Linked DNA regions of Gasterosteus aculeatus: region 2 is linked to region 1. Evidence: chromatin contacts called from public Hi-C data. All regions are on one chromosome and are shown on one strand. Each heading gives the region's core, a stretch centred on a gene start, on an enhancer-like site or on the middle of the called end of the contact. The rest is flanking DNA. Distances are from core to core; before and after follow the strand shown.

Region 1 (6,101 bases), core at 1,066-3,565:
ACCGAGGACAGTGCCCCCCCCCCGTGCCAACTGCTTTTAACCTCTCCTCCCCCCGCACACTTCTTCTATTCTGCTATTTCAATTTAAGCTCCTGCTTTCATCTGTTGCATTTGTCCGATTATTTAATATTTTGCGTGTTCTTTTTTTAAAATTTCTATTTATGGAAAATTTTCTTGAGGCAAAGCTTCCAAGAAAAAATATGCTGATGTTTTATAAACATTTGAGAAAAACAGAACAAATTAAATAATGATTAGACATTACATCTAATATTTAACATGCTTGTGTGAGTCCCCATGTGTCTTTATCTCCCCGTAATATATATATTTTATATATATATATGACATCATGATGTCAATACATCATGATGTCATGTCAAAGATGATGAAGACATTTTACATTTTTTAATTGTGAAACTGTTGTAGATTCATTGTCTCAATCCCGAAGAAACTAAGTTCTCAACTACGTGCAATAGACTGAAAGCCGCGTGAATGTGATTCTTAATAAGTGATTCTTAATGATCACCTGGCACTGATGAGGATTACACACAGCTCTCAGCTGGGATTTTAAACCCCGTTTCTTTATTTTCTCCTCCTTGTTTGAGGTTTGAACTGTTTTGCTCCAAAGGGACGTATGGGAAATTAGAATCAAGAAATTCTTCGTAGCACAAAATGAACCTTTCAGATGGTAGTCTGGGCAGAATGGAATAAATTAACATGTTGGTCGTATCACTTTCTTTCTGAGAGTTAGATGAGATGATGAATAAATATGTGACAAAGCCAGCGGTCAGTTAGCTTAGCTTAGCATAACGGCTGAAAACAGGGGGAAACTGTTTGCCAGGCTCTGTCCAAAGATAGTAAAAATAATAAAAACCTACCAGCACTCATTAATGAACATGGATGATCTTGTTTGGGTGTAAAATGACAAGTTGGGGATTCGTGGTGGGATTTAGAAAGATCCCACCACGTGCAGTCATGCAACCCTCCCACCAACTTGTCATCTTATTCACTCCAGTAACAGAAAAATTACACAAATATAGTAATACTATCTTTTTTTGTATTTTCTGCAGACGTATTATCCAGGATAATAATCTTGTTATTGTGGATTATTTTGGCCGTGATAATCATGTGGTGCCGTGGGCCTCTTCCCAGCCTTCATACTCCGCTAAGCGGCTGACAAGCCAGCGATCCACCCACCAGCATCTGTAAAGCTCGCTTACTAACTAGTTTGGGTTTTACACCGAGCCAGCCGAGCTGCTGCTCCAGGTTTCCAGTCGTTGTGCTAAGCTAAGCTAATCAGCCGGTAGCTGCAGGTTCATGTAGCTACCAGAGATCCTCCCATCTAACTCTATAAGAACGTGTATGTATATTTTACTCCACATGTCTCGCTGTTCCTTGAGGCTGCAAATTAACATTTCGTCCCCACTGTGTTTATTTTATAAAGACCTCTTTGTCCTCTAGCCTCACACTCCTTGGATACACTCCATATCTGTTGCTAAAAATCATATGTTACCTTTGCCAAAGGAATACCTGTCAACTGCAGCTCACTCGTTACCTGTGTGGTGTTATAGAAGACTTCATGATGTAGAGGTGAATGTATTGAAGGTACCTTTAATGTAAAGCACTTTTAAATGTTTGTCCGTGGGCGTTAAACACACCTGCAGGTACGGCTGACTGCGGTTCACAGACGCACATGGACAGACTGTGCGTCTGCCGTCACATCGGAGCTAAACAACAGCACAAACAGCGGTGACGTGGAATCGTTTATATGCAAAGCCAACCGAGCGCCTGTCTCCTCTCGGGGCTGTGGAACATCTCTTTATGCCCAGCGCGACGCCTCCTTGGATTTACATCTTCGTTTAATATTCAGTAACGTTATGTGTATGTGAAACGTTGTTGTCAGTAGATTTTACTCAATTATTTGTTAAATTTTAAGCATAAAAGTGTTTTTAAAAGCAGTTTCATCATAACCGTTTTCTTAATAAGTGCCTAAATTGCTTAATTTTGACAAATCAACATAAATAATTTGTTCTCTGCTTACACGGTGCTGATTCTGGTTGGACAACTAAATGCAGTGGATTGATTTTGCTGTATAAAGTTAAGGAAAACCACAATTGGCGCTCAAACATGGGTTTGAATCAATTACAAGAAGACTACAGCCCATTCGTGTTGAGCAGACATTTGTTTAAACTGTTTTAGATAGAAATTGTTTAGTTACTGTTTTTCATGTTGTTTCAGAGAAAGGCTTGCTCAACCTGAAGGTCCCCTAAAGACCACCACTGTAATCCCAAAACTTGGAGTAATAAAACTACTATACACACTAAAATGTACTGTTTTTTTCCTAAAAACTAGATCCCCCAAGACATTAATAAATGAAATCATCATCATAGTTTTTGAAACACACATATACATGAACCAACCTTGCTTATACAAGTAAAGCTAAAATGGTCATTTTCATGCAACACATTTATGAAGATTTACTGATTTTAAAATATTTTTATATTTTCTGTACTAGCTGGACAGTTAAGGGGTAATTGTGACGACATTTGTCAATATGTTGAGAGGTTTCTTGCAAACCAAACCAAATAATCAGAATCCATAATGGGAATTCTAATTAGTTACTGCCCTATACCAACTAGTTTTAGAAAAGATATAAAAACGAAAAGGATTACAAATGATAGTCGAATTATATTATGCATGTAATTTCCCTGCTATTGACAAACTAATAAATGCAGTTATTTTACTTATAATCGTCGTAGGATTTTCTGTTGTGCGTTAAGGATCTAAATACTGCTTATATACCACACCATAGATTTACCTCTCCCCAAAAATGTGAACGGTGGAGAATTTAGGTGGAGGTGAAACATACAAAGGGAGCGAATCTGGAGAGAGAGAGCGAGCGAGCGAGCGAGCGCGCGCAGCAGGAAGCTGCTCCTGGGACCGCCGAGCCGAGAAGAAGACAGAGAGGAGGCGCATAAACAACGTCGACATCCGCGGGGTTTCCAGCATAATGTGACCCCGCCGGAGCATCAGCAGCAACGCGATGTCGAAGGCGCGGCGGTGAAGAGCCGAGAGCCGAGCCGCGTTCCCCCCGCCTCGCCCGTTGTCCGGTGACCATGAAGGAGCCGCGGGGCTGCGGTATGCGCTGCTCGCTGGGCTTTCTGTCCCGCAGGGAGCTGACCGGGCAGCCGCTCCTGAAGGAGGAGTTCCAGAGGCGCAGGATGGCCGGCTGCACCAGCCTCTACAAGAAGGACATGCTCGGTCACTTCGGCTGCGTCAACGCCATTGAGTTCTCCAACAACGGCGGAGAATGGCTCGTGTCCGGTAAGTTGACAACACCCCCCCCCTCTCTCTCTCTCTAGCTGTGACTGTTGTAATGTGTTAGCATGCTAACGCTAGCTTAGCCCCGGCAGTCCGCTGAAAGCCCCCTGTGGGCTACCAGTTAGCTAAGCTAGCCTAGCCTTCTTTTGCTAGCTGGCTAACGTCAAACGAGACGAACAGCCCTGCAGCTCGGAGGGGACCCGTATCTGTCCCTTATGTCAGTCCTCGTCATTGTGGCCCCCAAAGTGGACGTGACCCCCCTCCCCTTTCATGGGTCTCATCATGGCTGCCAGTTTGGTACCTCAGAGCTATTTAGCGTGATGTCCCGGGAGGATTAAAGACCATCATCTGGCCTTGTGTAACAACCTGAGGCCGTTTTTGGCCGACTTTGCACAACTGAGCCGAAGACAACTTTATAAATGTCATTTGATGCGCTTGACTCCGCTTGAGCAGATTAGTGGGAAGGTTTAGCTGTGGCGCATCAGCTCTGACAACACATGACAGAAAGATAAATGCTGTTCGTGTATAATTATTAACTCTGAAAGCGACCTCCTGATCAAGATTTGCACAATGTGCCTCCTACAAGTTTGCCTTTGTGTGTTGAATGCAAAATGCCTTCCTTGCAGATTGTAGTCTGGGCTTCATGTAACTGAATAAAGCAATTGTCGATTCATTTATTATCGTTTATTCAATGAAATGTGTTGTTTCTTATAGCCAATTCGACCCAGACTGGATCCAACATATTTGGTTTTATGAATTTGTCACTTCACTTGCAGAGTAACAAAATGAGTCATTATTTCCCTAAATATTTCCATTTTGTTGTGAAAATGGATCTGGATCTGTCAAACGGATCTGAGAAGTGAACTTCAGTCCCGTTGAACTGCCAGGCGACTCGACTGCGTCACAAGTAAGTCGATGGGAAGCAGCTGCTGTAATGTGTCCTTTTGTTCTGTCCCGTCTCCAGGAGGAGACGACCGGCGGGTTCTCCTGTGGAACATGGAACAAGCCATCCACGCTCGATCCAAGCCTTTGAAACTCAAGGGCGAGCACCTGTCCAACATCTTCTGTCTGGCCTTTGACAGCACCAACAAAAAGGTCTTCTCCGGTGGTAAGAGCAACAGAAATGCACTCTCACAACATCTTCGCCCTTTGACCTGTGCAGGGGGTTTTGTGCCTTCTCGCTGGTAGGTAAAAAGAGGATCTAATAGTAACTGAGGAAACGATGCGCTTGGGCGAAGTCACTTAGGGTTGCAAAGAAATGAATATATAAATTTGGGACCAGAAACCTTATGTTTACTTCATCAAAAAGATTCTGTCCGTCAAACATGTTAAAATGCTAATTGGATGTGCACTTGAGCACTTTCAGAAATGTTGTTTGTAGCTGCTTTATTGCACAGTAATGTTGTTCATTGGGAAAATATCCATTTTCTAACCTGCGTGATCTGCTGTGTTGGAGTCACGTGGTGAATGCTGCTCACTCTGTATCGGCCCTGCAAATAATAAATGTATATTATGATGTATTTGATAGAAAATAAAGCAACAGCAACTGTTTTTCATATCAACAGAGCAACTTTATTTATTTTATTACACTTTCTCTGCTTGTCGTTTTGCAGGAAACGACGAGCAGGTGATTCTTCACGACGTGGAAAGGTGAGTAAAATAATCTTGATGCAACTCGCGTTGACGCGCACGCATCCCAACGTGAAGCGCTCTGAGAGCGTAAACACAAGCGCGAGCTATAACGGCCGACCGCTCTCCCCACAGACGGGAGACTCTGAACGTGTTCCTGCACATCGACGCCGTGTACAGTCTGTCCGTCAGTCCGGTCAACGACAACGTGTTCGCCAGCTCATCCGACGACGGGCGCGTCCTCATCTGGGACACCCGCGAGCCGCCGAGTACAGGTGAGGAGGCACGGGGGAGACGTGAAACCGATAAAAACACTCTTGATCAAGTGTGGAAGTTTCAAATCTGATCGTAACACAGAGGATGCTAAAACCTTGTGTGCGTGGACGCCATTGGAACTGTTGTAGAACTCTGCTCTGATCAACAGAGATTTGAATCATCTCAACATAAACCGCTATAATCCTGCATTTGTCGCATTGTGGGGGAAGTTTATAACTAGAACTTTATAACTCGCATTTCAAGTCAGATATTTGAAAGACTGTTTCTAGTCCAATAAATCAATAAGTTTTGTTTAAACTTTGTCTTTTATCTTGATTAGACTGAACCTTACAATCAGTTTCTTATAGCCAATATGCTCTTTGTATGTAGTCACAGAGGGTATTTTAAGGGACTGTTGGACTGAAAAGGGTAAAAATACCTCTCGGTGGGACTAAATTGCGACCTGTTCACTTTAAAAATGCAGCGGATCTTCTTGCATGACGTCGACATCTTTCTATTCTTGTAGTTCTGCTTGTGACCGAGTTGGCCTAATCATGCATCAAGCGTTATTCCACGTCTGCCAGCAGGCGTTTCATGTCTCTCTGTGACTCCACTCGCAAAGATAAAGCAGCCTGGCCGCTCAGCGAGTTAGCGTGTGTGGTAATGGTCATTGTGTTCTTCACGGTGGGTTTGAATTCTAACATTTGCTAATTAGCACTAAAAACAAAGCACAGCACAGCTTTAGTTGTGTCATCCAATGATGGAGAAAAGGTCAAAGGATCCCTACTGTCATTCAGAAACATGAGCTGGACTCCATGAATGTCAGTAGAACCAGCTTCTGCCAAGATGTTCAGATGCCTCGGGGGGGGTTGAGTGGATAAAAAGACCGTCATAAAGGTG
Region 2 (6,632 bases), core at 226-2,725, 53 kb after region 1:
AGCGACCTGGCGGCCCATCAGGACCGAGTGGAGCAGATCGCTGCCATCGCTCAGGAGCTGAAGTAAGACGCCATGAACAGGAGTAGAAAAGCTCGTGCTGCTGCCTTCCGTCCACGCACACCAGAGGAAATGGCGTAGGTCGAGGGTTGAGGACTCTGGCTCCCCGGTTGATTGATTGCTGTTTGTGGTGACCTCAAATGGGCTTTAAGTCATTTGTCATTGTCAAATATTCTCCTCGCACACATCAAAAGTCTCTTGAGCTCAATGAAATCCTTTAGGGACTAAATATTTACATCAGAGAGAAACGCCGACAAAGACCAAGCAGGATCACGAAGGCTTTGCCGTGCACCGAAGAACGACTACGGCGGAAACCAAAGCTTAGGAACAAGATGTAATGGAAACCGCTCCGATTGCTGCTCATGATAATGTCTCGTCTGTTCCCTTGTCTGTTTGTGCTCCAGTGAGCTGGACTACTACGACTCCCCCAGTGTAAACGCTCGCTGTCAGCGCATTTGTGACCAGTGGGACGCACTGGGAGCTCTGACCCAGAAACGCAGCGAGGCCTTGCAGGTGAGACCAGTTCAGAAAGAATCCCAAATAACATCTAAAAGCACTTTGTTATCCCCGTTTTCAAGACCTTTCTCTCCTTCTGGGTGCCGGTTAGAGCAGAAATAAGACCAGCTAACAGATGAAAGTGTGTGTCCCCCACACTGAGAAGGGAGATTTGATTTTCAGGATTTCCCACCGTGCTTGAATATCCTTTTTAAGTTTGGAGATTTGGGTTTTTTTACTTGTGAAAATGCAGTGTGACTCGAAAAAATCCATCCATTTAAGCCCCGGCTCTCTGGAAGATCACGTCTAAAAAGAAATTCCACTCGACAACTCTTTGAAGGTCCTTTTTTTAAAGCCTCTCGGATCGTGCGGTAACCTGGTGTTTTTCATGCTCACCAGAGAACTGAGAAGTTGCTCGAAACCATCGACCAACTGTACCTTGAGTTTGCCAAAAGAGCGGCTCCGTTCAACAACTGGATGGAGGGCGCAATGGAGGACCTGCAGGACACCTTCATCGTCCACACCATCGAGGAAATCCAAGTGAGAGCCGGCCGGACCCGAAGCCGCCCATAGCGGTTTATTTGCACAGAGCCGGCTAGATGTTTCTGCCTGTTTCCAGTTCATGCTAAGCTATGCTAACATTGACCTGACAGACATGAGAGTGATATTAGTCTTAGTAAATATAACCTACTGTTACAAATGTGTAAAACAACAGAGGAAAAGATTTAGTAAACGTTGGAACAGCCCTAATTAAATAACGCACGACTTTCACCCGTACAATATATCATTTTTTGGGGGTGTCCGTTAACACACTGGGAAACAAATATTTGATTGTTTTTTTTGTAGTTTATATTTTACATTTCCTGTGTTTGTGCCTCAGGGGTTAAGCACCGCCCACGAGCAGTTCAAAGCCACGCTGCCAGAGGCCGACAAAGAGCGGCAGGCCATCCTCGGCATCCACAATGAGATTGCCAAAATTGTGCAGACCTATCACGTGAATATGGCTGGCAGCAACCCCTACACCACCATCAACCCCCAGGAGGTCAACGCCAAATGGGACAAGGTAATAAGATCAGTCATGAGCAAGGAACTGCCCACTTCAAGATGATTTTAATCCACCTTCATTTATCTAAAGCAGTCGAGTGTGCGACGCTGACGGCTCTTTTGTTTGTAGGCCACAGATGTGAATGGTGGTTATTTTTATTTTTTTAAATATCAAAGCATAAAAACATGTTCTAGTACAAATCCAAAATATTAGATATTTTTCACAGAGCTTTTGTATTGTTACAGGAAGTCGTCCACTTTGCACACGTTGGTCTGTGACGCTTCTCACAGTTACAATAAATGAGGCTCGCTACTACAATGAAACCGGCCCAAACCAGCCAAAAAAAGTTTCTTTTATTTATTATTTATGGAGCAAGTTTTACAAAACAAGCAGAGAATTTCCGAGAATGTATCAATGGCCCCTCTTCCTTTGACCCCCGTCAGTAATGCATTTGGGTTTTTCCTCGGTGCTCCTGCCGGCTGTAGGTCCGGCAGCTGGTGCCTCAGCGCGACCAAGCTCTGATTGAGGAACACGCACGGCAGCAGAACAACGAGCGTCTGCGCCGACAGTTTGCCAACCAGGCCAATGTGATCGGGCCCTGGATCCAGACCAAGATGGAGGTCAGTGCGAGCAGAGTTACACTGACAGCAGATACATGGAGCATTTAACATACAAGTAAAATACCTTCATTAGATGAGAATGTATGACAGGCAGAGAGACTAATCGCATCATGACCTCCACTGTGTAATGACTCCTTCTTTTCTAAATAATCAGTATTGGCCTCTTGCAGGAAATCGGCCGCATCTCAATCGAGATGCACGGCACTCTGGAGGACCAGCTGACACACCTACGCCAGTACGAGAAGAGCATCGTCAACTACAAGCCAAAGATCGACCAGCTGGAGGGAGACCACCAGCTCATTCAGGAAGCTCTCATCTTTGACAACAAGCACACCAACTACACCATGGAGGTAATGATCGGCCAAATATTTCCCATTGGTGTTGGTTGGTTGGACAATCCGCCTGGTTTTTACGCTGTGTTGGTGTCAAATGAATGTTCGGACAACCACGGAAAAACCTTTGCGAGGTTAATACGGAACTTGCCTGACGTTCCACCAAGTTGTCAGTGCGCCTTATTAAATGGTTGGCTCATCAGCCCAGTGCTGAAGAACTATAAACTGCAAGGAATTGTTTTTACTGGTCACTAATTCAAATTAATCTTGTAGTTCAAATGCTGAACATCAGCTGAGACATTTTCTGATGTTTTGTGTGTGTGTGTCTAGAAACCACGTCTGTGCAGAAGTAGTGGGAAGATTGAAAACTAAACGTTATGGACACTTCCTCCGTAGGTGTATTTTGTCTGCATATGTAGCCACCAACCCAACGAAACTGAAGCTACTGTAAATCTGACTTTATCGCATCAGAAAAAACAGAAACTAGTCCTCTGAAAAAGGAAAAGGGCAACTCAAAGCTGACGTCAAATACAATGTGTTTGGGATTCACCAGTGAAGATGATGCTGGTTTACAGATTGTTATTGACATTTCGTCCTGCAGTCAAAGTGCTCAATGCTCAATGCTTTCTGTATTTATCTCATGCAGTAATATTCCAGCCATGTGCGGGTTAAAACGAGCATCTGTTTTCCGACCTCTGATTGACCCAATGATAAATCCCAGCCAAAACCAGCGCCTCTGAGATTTCTTTTTACTATCCAGCGATTCCGGCTTACGCTCCCCGTGCCTCCCTCTCCTCCTGCAGCACATCCGCGTGGGCTGGGAGCAGCTGCTCACCACCATCGCCCGCACCATCAACGAAATCGAGAACCAGATCTTGACGCGAGACGCCAAGGGCATCAGCCAGGAACAGCTGAACGAGTACCGGGCCTCCTTCAACCACTTCGACAGGGTCAGTACCCGTCCCGAGTCATGGTGCAGACACAAAGCTCCAGGCGGGTGGAGGTGGTGGAGGTCATTTACACTCATTTACACTCGGATGAATACAGACAAGGAAAAAAAATAGTTTTATTAAGAGAATAGAACAGTTGGACATTTGGGAAATGTGTTTATTTGCGTTCTTGGTTGGAGTTTGATGAGCAGATCGACTCTCATATCCATCTGTTATGTAGAGCCAGCAGTTTGTTAGCTTAGCTTAGCTTTAAAACAGGGGTAAACAACGCGCTCCGTCCAAAAGGTCAACCGACCAGTAACTCTAAAACACGGTAATTAACACGCTGTATCTTTATTTTAGTGTTTTTTTAGTCGTACATTTTCCCACGTTGCGGAGGCTTTATGCAAAACGTAACTTAATTATTAGTGAGCTGTGCTAAGGGCTAAGCTAAGCTAACTATCTGCTGGGTTCATTCTGAGACATTGGTGTAGCATCGATCTTTTCCTCTAACTTTCAGCAAGTACATTTATTTCCCACAATGTTGGACTTGAACAGGTTTGTATTTTATATATTTAGACTGCATCAACAAATCAAAGACGTGAAGGTGAGGATACATCACTTCTGGGTGTGTCGTGCTGCCCGACTTTAACGACCCGTTGACTAGAAAACATAAAATGTAACCGTGTGTGTGTGTGTTGCATCAGGCTGCGTATCAACCCTACAGCTTCGTTAAAAAGGGACTTTCAGTTTGGTGACACAAGATTCATCTTTTTAGGGAGAGTGACATTCAGAATTAGCCTCATGCGCCATTGGAAATCTCTCATTGTGTAACACAAGAAGGTTAGCATTAAACGCAAAACAAATACTGAGCAGGACAAATGGAAGAACAAAATCTCTCCATTGAAGGCTGTTTCTATACAGCCGCCCCCCCCCCCCCTCTATCTCCACAGCATAGTGTTTACACTGGGGCTCCGTGTCAGAAACCACACCAATTAAGGATGGGTCTTTATTTAGCGCCCCCCCCCCCTCAACCAGGCTCTCCTGCTGACTCCACCATTGCCTCATGCAGTTTTCCAGAGCTGGTCTACTGTTGATCAATACCTGAGGTTTAGGATCAGACGCATGAAGCCAACCTGAACTGGTTCTTTTGTTTTTCACTGTTTCATGGTTGGGTGGTTTGAGGGGCAGTTGTGTCGAGCCACAGCACCGGATTAATCTGACGTATTGATTAGACAAAGGAAAGATCTTTCTACCTTAGTTTACTCTGGACACATTTGGTCTGCTGTTAGCTTCCCAAAATCTAAGCTTGGCTCTTTGTCACCTTTAGTTAAACCTGAATATTACAAAACCGGTTTGAAGACATTTTATTGTCTTGTTTTCTAACACCTCAAAAATAAACAATTTGTAGGATAATCAAGAAAATAACCAACCAAAGAATACTCACAAGATTACGCGTGTGACATATTTAACTCACTGTATTTGCTGACATCGTAAGTGGCTGAGATTGTACATGTTTATTGAAGCCTTTTTTGCATTGATGCTGTACGAAGGTAAAGAGATGCGATGTTGTGTACACGTGCCATCGACCATGTGAATAACCTCCCCAGAGGGCCCCGCAGTCTGCCTGCCACGATGCACATTAACTCCTGCGAATGCCCCCCCCGCCCGCCCCGCCACCCGCCCGGCACGGCAGCACTGCTGCCCCCGTGTGTTAACCTGCCACATCCTAATGAATATGCACTGTGTTCTCTGTTCTCCATCTCACGCATGGCCCTCTCCCTTCACCCCACCCCTCACCTCACCTCTTTTTACCCCCCACGTGCATGGTGCACTCCCTCCACCCTCCTCCTCCTCCCCCAACACCACCTCACCCCCCCCCCCCCACCGCTCTATGTGTTGCTGCATGGCCTGTGGCCCCCGACGCCTCGCCTGGCTCTGGCCTCCCACGCCGCAGGACCACTCGGGCGCTCTGGGCGCGGAGGAGTTCAAGGCCTGCCTGATCAGCCTGGGCTTCGATATCGCCAACGATGCGCAGGTACTTCACTGTAGCCACGGCACCGCTGTGAGAGGTTTAACTGGTTTCTTTCTTTTTCCCTTTATCTGTTATACCCCTCAACCCCCCCCCCCCTCCCCCCATCCCCAACCCCTCCTTATACTTCCTCTTATTCACACTGTCTTCCTCCATCCCGTCTATCTAAACTCCGGTTTCATTTCCCGCACCTTGCAAACGCCCACGTTGGGGATTATTGCGGCTTTCCTCCTTAATTCTATTCTTTGTTCCTCCTATTCTGTTCCAATCATTGGCCTCGGCTATCCATGCCACTCTACATCTTTCTCTTCCTCCTGCTTTCGTTTATCCATCGCTGACCTTGTAGAAGAGATCAGGAATCATGGACGCTGAAGACTTCAAAACCTGCCTTATCTCCGTTGGTTACAACCTGGTAAAGCCACGAGTGCTCTTCAAGTACAAAAGTTTGTTTGCATGTGATTAATGACAGCAGTTGAAAATGGTAATGGATAGATATAACCTTCGATTTTTAATATCTTATTTTAGATTTTGATGGATGTTTTTCTTCCATAGAGCTTCATAGTAAATTAAATATATGACAGAATGTATTATAAATCATGAATTCTCAACTCACTAGTGGGATATGGGTTTGTGTTGTGCAGTGAAGAAGTTGAAGTCATATCTCTGTATGTAGAATATATTCCCTGTGCTGTGTTTTTGTTGCCATGGGGACTGTCACCGTGGCGACTGAGCCTCACAGTTTCTCTCCGTTGCCACCAGGGTGAAAACGAGTTCTCCCGCATCATGAGCATCGTGGATCCCAACCGGATGGGCGTCGTCACATTCCAGGCCTTCATCGACTTCATGTCCCGCGAGACTGCCGACACGGACACGGCCGACCAGGTCATCGCCTCCTTCAAAGTCCTGGCTGGGGACAAGGTACAGCCGCAACTAGCTGGTGAACATTTAGCAGCTAAAGTGTCAGATCGGATTAGAAAAGCTTTATTAATTTCCCCTGAGGGGAACTAATTTTCCACCAAATTGACTCCAACAGACAACAATAGACCGTTTCCACTGTGCAAAACAGACAATAAAACAATGCAATGAATATATAAATAGATATTTCCCTCAGGAGTGGTTGGA

The links. Hi-C and Micro-C count contacts between places; a contact is called where the count stands out from the background.
Region 2: a Hi-C map of tail fin shows a contact between it and region 1, with 4 times the contacts expected there. The contact joins the enhancer-like site here to the promoter of dcaf5 in region 1. A contact is called at or near these places in 3 of 6 Hi-C or Micro-C datasets (skeletal muscle and tail fin).

Annotation. Positions count from the first base shown.
Region 1 is chr15:13,276,799-13,282,899 of fGasAcu3.hap1.1, forward strand. dcaf5 (ddb1 and cul4 associated factor 5) reads left to right here and starts at 2,316. Exons shown (of 9, transcript XM_040199097.2): 1 at 2,316-3,320; 2 at 4,282-4,425; 3 at 4,931-4,967; 4 at 5,082-5,221. The coding sequence starts at 3,113. It overlaps pacs2 (phosphofurin acidic cluster sorting protein 2), which reads left to right. Exons shown (of 25, transcript XM_040199096.2): 25 at 1-2,322.
Region 2 is chr15:13,330,161-13,336,792 of fGasAcu3.hap1.1, forward strand. It overlaps actn1 (actinin, alpha 1), which reads left to right. Exons shown (of 21, transcript XM_040199383.2): 12 at 1-62; 13 at 462-570; 14 at 952-1,092; 15 at 1,433-1,615; 16 at 2,083-2,217; 17 at 2,388-2,567; 18 at 3,353-3,499; 19 at 5,436-5,516; 20 at 6,270-6,428. Among protein-coding and RNA genes, the nearest start is that of cox16, 4.9 kb to the right of the region's middle. Within about 2 kb of position 1,476, at least 2 of the 9 cell types and tissues checked have open chromatin away from gene starts, as enhancers often do.